Linked DNA regions of Zea mays: region 2 is linked to region 1. A link is a contact called in public Hi-C data. All regions are on one chromosome and are shown on one strand. Each heading gives the region's core, a stretch centred on a gene start, on an enhancer-like site or on the middle of the called end of the contact. The rest is flanking DNA. Distances are from core to core; before and after follow the strand shown. Region 1 holds the start of LOC100382090 (Organic cation/carnitine transporter 4). Region 2 holds the start of LOC103645896 (S-locus-specific glycoprotein BS29-2).

The links. Hi-C and Micro-C count contacts between places; a contact is called where the count stands out from the background.
Region 2: a Hi-C map of tassel shows a contact between it and region 1, with 4 times the contacts expected there. The contact joins the promoter of LOC103645896 here to the promoter of LOC100382090 in region 1. A contact is called at or near these places in 3 of 25 Hi-C or Micro-C datasets (bundle sheath, ear and tassel).

What each region holds. Positions count from the first base shown.
Region 1 is chr2:7,916,850-7,920,501 of Zm-B73-REFERENCE-NAM-5.0, reverse strand. It overlaps LOC100382090 (Organic cation/carnitine transporter 4), which reads right to left and starts at 1,314. Exons shown (of 3, transcript NM_001174852.1): 1 at 888-1,314. The coding sequence starts at 1,251. LOC103645893 (protein SDA1 homolog) reads right to left here. Exons shown (of 15, transcript XM_008670617.3): 12 at 3,585-3,652; 13 at 3,316-3,447; 14 at 3,112-3,219; 15 at 2,659-2,948. The coding sequence ends at 2,799.
Region 2 is chr2:8,094,906-8,098,980 of Zm-B73-REFERENCE-NAM-5.0, reverse strand. LOC103645896 (S-locus-specific glycoprotein BS29-2) reads right to left here and starts at 2,640. Exons shown (of 6, transcript XM_008670619.4): 1 at 1,042-2,640; 2 at 267-380. The coding sequence starts at 2,428.

The sequences.
Region 1 (3,652 bases), core at 65-2,564:
GTGTTGGACGAGGCCGTGTGTCTAGCTGGAAAAGTAGCCCATCCAAAGACCCAAAGAGGCACCCAGCCCGTAGCCTGGTTTTTGTGTAGTTGTGTGATGCAGTGGGTTTTTGGATGCTTGTGTCAATGCAAGCGATATTGATTGGCTGAGGTGATGAGCCGTGACAGCCGCCTTGGCGTGGCACTTGGCGCGGCGGGGGCAGCCACGTATCCGAGCTACGGTGAGGAAATCTGCTCCACGCGTGTCACCTCGCGCTACGGCGGCCGTCTCCTAGACCAATCGGTGGCTGACGAGAAGAGGGCCGTCTCGTATAGCTTTGGAATGCCTGCCTAGACGGCTAGTAGACATGACCAACCTGACCACTGCCTGCCTAGGACTGTGGACCGAGAAGATGACCATCTCGTCCATCTGATCGGATCAGAGTCAGACAAACCTTGTCGACAGCGCATAGCAGCAGGTCGGCATCGGCACTCGTGTCGTGCATGTGGCCGAGCACGCCGGAAGCGAAGCACTCGCTCGACGCCCGCCTCGGAAGCGCAACACGAGTACACGTCCACGAGATCGCTCTTGTGCCTTGTCGTCGCGCTCCCTTCCGATTCCGAATATGCTGGGGCTCGAATAATCAAGCTCGAAGTGCCCGTGCTTTACATTCCCCACCCAACTGTCGTTCCCAAAATGCCAAGCCGCAGCTTTATTAGATACCGATTCGACGCGAATTATTGCCCTGAACCACACATACTACTACTACTACTCCCTAGTAACCACGAACGAGCAGGAAACGAATTCCAGTCCAGGTACACGCAGGGGTACGGCACGGCACGGCGAAACGGAACGAACGAATGGATTAGAGCGCGTGGCCAGCAGCGGCGAGCTAGCACGGCACTGACCGATCATGCAGCCGGCGAAGAAGACGGCCTGGGCGAGGCCGACCTTGTAGCGCTGGCCGCAGACGAGGCCCCACTCGACGACGGTCGACGCAGCGGCGCCTGAACCGCCGCCACCGGCCCACTCCCGCCCGGCGGCGGCGCAGGGCACCGGCACGGTCGCCGGCTCCCGGTCCGCGAAGATGATCACCATGGTGTGCAGCGCCTCGAGCGCCCACGCCGCCGACACGGCCACGAAGTGCCGCAGCTGCCACCGCCCGAACTCCCCCGCGTGCGCCGACAGCGCCTCGTCGATGCCCACGCGCGGACCCTTGCCGCCCTTCTTCTTCTCGGCGCCGGCCGAGAGGAGCGGCTCCGTCGTCGACATGTCTGGTCTGGTCTGGTTCCACCCGCTCGCTGCTGGCAGTGTCGCTTTTGCCGCTGCGTTGCGTTCCGGGCGCCGAGTGCGTCGCGGGGCGCTATTTGTAGCTGTACTTGTAGCCGCGCCCCCGGTTGCGCTATTAGTTGATTTTTGCCTTTTTGGTGTCACGGCTGGCCAAATGTTTGCTCGTGGGATTTTTTTGGTGCTAGATCAGATTTGGAATTGGAACTGAAGGCATGTAGAGAGCATTTAGATGCATGGTTTCACTTATAGTTAAGTCTCATCTAGATATCTGCCTTCGTAAACTGTTTTTAGAGCCATTTTTGCACCCACGAAATTTTACAAAATTAGTGATTCATACTAGATTTTTACCATATATTTGCATCTTTCTCTATTTCACTCTAGCTTGGCCACGGGATAGATGGATGTATGTATATCTATCCATAAGAGTGTGCGTCAGTGCGTGCGTGTATATATGTGAGCATCTTCATATATATAACATAAGTCAAGGTTAAAAGGGGTTGATTGGTATTCTTTTTAAAAATATACTACACCCTCGCTATCGACCAGTCAGTCATCTAGTAGAAGAAGAATAGTAGTAGTATTGTATCATTATAAACTAGAATAAATCTTTAAAAAAATAGATAGAAGTAGGTTATCGTCTTATCGATGTACATGAGTATCGGATGTGTGTGTATCTCTTTGACTGGCCGTCATATATACTACTATAGGTACAATTCCTGGCTCCGCCTTTGTCCGGACTCGGGACACGCTGACGCGTCATGTGGACGATCAGCTCCACGCCTTTCGTCTGCTTGCCGAGAAGACAGACAGGGAGGAGCTGCTTGTTTACCAATGAGACGAGCTTGTCCTTCCTAACTTCGTGCAGTTAGCTATCACCTCAGTAAACAAAAGAAACTCAACCCATCCCACTTCATCAGTTACCGTGTGGGGTTGTCCACCAACGCACGTACGGCGCGGCGGGGAAACAGACAGATCCGCCGGACGGATGCAGGCGATGCCATCTCCTGTGACCAAAACCACGCACCAACCTGCCTCAAAAAATTGAATCGGAGATCCGACTGACACGCACACGGCCCCCCGCATGTGCCCCGTTGTGGAATCGAATCCCCTGGGCTCTGGCTCGGCCACGAGGGCGCGCGGTCGAGGTCTTGGCACTACACGGCGGCAATAGTAGATGGCGCGGTGGCCTGGGCCGGGGATAGCTGAATTGGATCGCATCGGGTCTCCTCCCGACGCTTCTCTTGGCCTCTTGCGCAGCCCTCGTCATTGCGTCGTCCGCATTGGGCTGTGCCTCTGACCTCTACTGGAATGCGACAGGGAATTCCTACTCGCTTTCAGCCCAAGACGAATCACATTCCAGGACCATACGGAGGGGGGGACCGGAGCAGATACCAACGGCGAAATATGGAAAAGCATTCTCATAGAATCAAGGTATTATATGGAAACATTAACTGGCAGAAGAAGATACAAAGAGTCAAAAAAATTGGCCATTCGGCTAGATGAATCGCAAAGCGGCAGCAGAGGCTCTCTCACTTCCACGCCTTGCGGCCCCTGAACTGATTCCCGGAGCGCTTGCGCTGCTGCTTCTTCTCCTGCCGGGAACGTGCTGCCTTGGCTCTAGTCGCTGCCAGTGGCATCCTCTTCTTGTGCTGCTTCTGCTTATTGCTCAGTCCACCGGTCTGCGAGGCATTATTATAATCCATACAATCAGACGAGGTTATGGAAGAAACGATTAGGCGATCGGCGATCCTGATGGTAAGGATGCACTCGCGGGAACGGTATGAATTAAAAAAAGACATGCTACCACCACAAAACGAACACGCCAACAGCCAGGATGCTTACCTTTTTCTGTTTCACGGCCGCCCTTGCCATGTAAGGACCTCTATCCTCTCTTCCAGCTTTCACCAACGCCAACCTTTCTTCCTTGGACATCTTTCTCCTGACGTGAGCCTGCCCCCACGAAATTTATTCAGTGTCAAGCGTGTGCATTGCATGTGTGTCACTGTGTGAGTGAGTGAGTGCGCGACAAAGGTACAAGGAGAGCACCTCAAGCTCAAGTGGATCGACACGCTTCCTGCTGAGCTGGTCAGATGATGGCATCTTAAAGGTTACAGACCTTGTGTCGACACCCTTGATTAGTCCATGCTGAGCCAAAGCCAGCTTCGCTTCTTTCTTAGCCTGAAACACAAATATATTCGGTTAGAACATCAATGATCCATCTAAGACCAGAATGTGAACAATTTTATTTTGCCAAAATTAGCTTCTTTTTTTTAAAAAAATACTGTAGATCTATAAGCCATCCAAAATCCACATACCTTGAGTTCTTTGATGCGTTTGAAATCTTCATCGGATAGAATTTTACCAGTTTCATCAGATGGTTCTT
Region 2 (4,075 bases), core at 1,391-3,890, 180 kb before region 1:
AAATCTAAGACACAATTCCGAAAAATTACAAGGCACAAATCTTGTAATTTCCGACAAAAACCGGTAACCGAAGGAAACAGTCGGTAAAACATCACGCCGATTCCGATACCGATTCCGATAGAAAATTCCGAAAACCGATTCCGTTTTCGAAAAATACTGTTATCGATGAATCTGATTGAAAATTTTTGAAATCAGTTTCTGAAATACCAAAAAATTCGAAACTGTTTTTATCCCTAGAGAGAGGGATAGGAGTATAGAGGTCATACGCCTTATCCGAACCGCCTGCACAGCGAAGATGGCCAGCATGATAAGGCCAATGAAACCCAATGTTGATCCAGCTGCTACGAGAACCCGCGTTTCTTTCTTTAACCTTCCAGTCCCTGGTCATGTTTGCAAAAAAAAACACCGTATAAATAGTTAGTAAATATTAAACTGCATTTTAGCCACCCCTATCTTTTTTTGATGCACTTGAATTCACCTCAGTCCATCCACTTAGAGATGTCCAAACAAGTCGGGTAGTTTGGTAGACCCGAAGCCCGACATGATTTTAGCCTGAGACGATCCTAACCCGGATTGTTGGCTATCGGGGCCGTGCTATCCGAATGATAGGGTCGTGCCTGGGCTGAAGGCGTGACCCGACGATCCTAAAATGTCTATATTACACATGATTATAAACTGTAAAACACAATAATACATATGTTTTGTCGGTTAAGTAGGTGTAAATAGGCTTTTCTAGATAGCAATTATGGTTCAAATTTTCATTTATACATGTTGTTAGCTTTTTTGCTATTTAAATATGATAGACATATTATAACCGTTGGGCTAGTGGCCGTTTCGGCACGACTAATAGCTTGACGGGTCGTGTTTGAGCCTTGCTAGAGGTCCGCGGGCCGACCAGCACGGTCCATGTACTTAACCAGTTTGGGCCCACACTATCCCCAATTCATGTCGGACCATACATCCAGTGCAGCCAAACAGCTAAATTAAATAAGGGCTTGATAAAGCAAAAAAAAAAATGAAAGTTGAGGAGTTGGTATATACCAGATGGGGGAGTAGCCTGCCGTAGGTACAGGGTCTGTCCTCCAGCCACGTAGCGTAGGTCAGTGAGGTTTTCAGGCCACATGATGCATCCAGTGCCAACATCATCGCCTCCGCCTTGCACATCTGCCGCGGCATACGCCACGCAGGAGCAGTTGGCAAGGCACCTCGCCCTGCACTCGTCCAGCGTGATGCTCGTGTCCAGCGACGAGTTGAGCGTGTCGGGCAGCTTCACTCCCGGCAAACGGACAAACCCGTCCGTGGTGCCATTGTCGCCGCAGTCCAGCGACACGTTCCGCCGGCACCCGCCAGATGAGTCTCTCCCGTCCCAGTCCGACGACGAGACGGGGACGAAGCCCTGGACACAGCTGCACGGCCACGTCGTCGACGCTGCAGTATGATTGCACACGCCAGAATGCCCGCACCTGTTGTAGTGGTCGCAGTCATCTCGCGGCCCCGTGAAGAAGTTGTCCCACCCTCGCTTGTCCAGCCACCACACGACGCGCACGGCGTCAGCCGTGTAGTTGAGGAGGACGCGGGACAGGGATGGCGGCGCGCCGGCCTTGGCGGCGTAGCTGTAGCTGACCTCGCTCGGGCTTACCGTCACCTGGAAGACGAACATGTTCGAGAACGAGTTCATCTCCGGGATGCCGCTGAACCACCGCCCGTTCCACACTCCCGTGCGGTACTTGATGGCGTCGCTCGAGTCCAGCGTCACGATCTCGGGCAGCAACCCTCGCCTGACCATCGTGTACCGGAATTCCCCCGGCGAGGGGTCGTCGGCATCACGCCACGACGTGAGTGACCACCCGCCGCCGCTCCACAGGTTGATGCCGATCTTGGCGCCAGGGAGCAAGGTGTTCGTCGGGTGGTCGAACGACTGCCACAGCTTCACGACGCCGTAGTCGTCGACTCCTCCGTCGTTCCCGTCCAGCAGGACGAGGTTGCCGGACTCGAGTAGCTTCACCGTTGGGGAAGCGGCGCCGGCGCCGGCGGTCGTGTTCGAAGACCACGCCGCCCGGCCAGAGCCGTCGAGCAGGACAAGGCTTCCCGTATCGCTGATCGCCAGCACGCCGGAAGAGTCGCCGAGAGGGTGGTCACGGTTCGCTACCCAGCATACAGCGTCGCCGCTGGAGTTGGACACCGTGAACCAGATTCCCAGGTACCTCCTTGCCGGCACTCCGCGAGAGAAGAACCCTAATGTGAACGACCCGTTAGCGGAGACCAGGGTCTCGCCATAGGTAAGGTTACTGCCCTTGCTGAGGATGTCGGATGCAGCTTGTGCGGCGGAAAAAGTTCCGAGGAAAAGCAGGATTGAAGACTGTACGAGTAGGTGGCGGTGGCTGTAACCATGGAGGTCGTGGCTTCTCATGGTGTTCGTCTTCGTCATGATTCATGAACGCTGTTAGTTTCCGCACAGGCGGTACAATAACGAACGTCTACCTTATATGTTGTCTGCCGACTGACTTGATTGGTCCTCCTCTAGTACAAACCAAATTATATGCAGTAACCCTTCCCGCTGATAATTAGAGCAACCGCTGTGTAGGGTTCTAAAGCCTTGTTTGACAGCGAGAGGAATGAAAGATGTCGGAGGGCTTCAAATCTCATCGTTATTTAAAATTAAACAAGGGCTAGTTTAGTAACTTTATTTTTCCATGACATTTTCAATTTTCACTATTTTTAGGAAAATAAAAACCTTGAGAAAAAATATAGTTCTCAAATTAGCCTTAACAAAGAGATTTTAGCCTCTTCAATCTCTTCTATTTCACTGACTCCCAAACATTTCACGAAGCTACCAAAAGATTTTCTAGGCTTGCGTGCTTGTATTAGCACAACGGGTGATGCAAATAGAATATTGTTCTTGTTTTTATTTTTTAATGACTAGTTTGAAAACTTAGACTTTCTACGGGAATCCCGGAAGTGATTTAAGTCACTACCAGAATTCGGTTTTTTGTCGAGTACCAAATATTTTGCCGAGTGTTTTTTTTCGAGCACTCGGTAAATAAACTCTTTGCCGAGTGTTTTATTTTTGACACTCGGCAAAGAACAACTAGACAAAGACATTTTAAAAATCACATTTTAAAGCGTTAAATTAATTCAAATGAAAAGGTTTTCAACTACAATTTGTATGACTCATCAAGATGTACAATTTATATTTTGATAATTTCTTCATATGACAAAATAAAAGTAAATTTGTTCATAAAACCTATATCTCTCTTGTAGTTTATGAAACTACAAGAGAAATGTATAAGATTTCTGAATAATGTTAGAACTGTCATGTGAGATGAACAAATGACCAAACAGCCAAAATAAACTTTGTAGATCTTGAGAAGTTATAGAATTTTGTAGTCGGCAACTTTTTCGTTTGAAGTTATCTTGTCAACGAAAACTACTTCTGAATTTTAAAAAATAAATTTGAATTTTGAAAATGACGTCGAATGGAAAAACCACCAACATGAAAGTTGTAGGTCTTGAAAAGTTATGAAACTTTGTAGTTGACAATGTTTTGGTTTGAAATTATCATGTCATGCAAAACTATGTTTCGATTTTAAAATTCGATTTTTTCAAACTACCTCAGATGGAAAAACCACCAAAATAATAGTTGTTGGTCTTGAAATGTAATGAAACTTTGTAATTGATATTTATTATTTGAAATCATTTTATCTTAGAAAAAATTGTGTGAAGTTTTCAAATTTGAAATTAAAATTTTGTAAACGGCCTCGGATGTAGAAACTATCAAAATAGAATTTGTAGGTATTGAAAAGTTATGCAACTTTATAGTTGGCAACATTTTCAATTGAATTTGTTTAGTGCCTCAAATAATCAAATTACTCTCGGTTTGTTATAATACATGCGTAATGAAAACGTAATATAGGCAGAATTCGTTATAATATAGTAGTGTATGCAGTGGTAGAGGAGGTTATACGCGCGAGAGAGGGGTTGAGAGTTCGAATCTCACACCATTCACAAAACATGTAAATTTGATTAAAAATGGTGAGAATTGAATAAAATGTTTTGCTGTTTTGTGGTGTTTTGT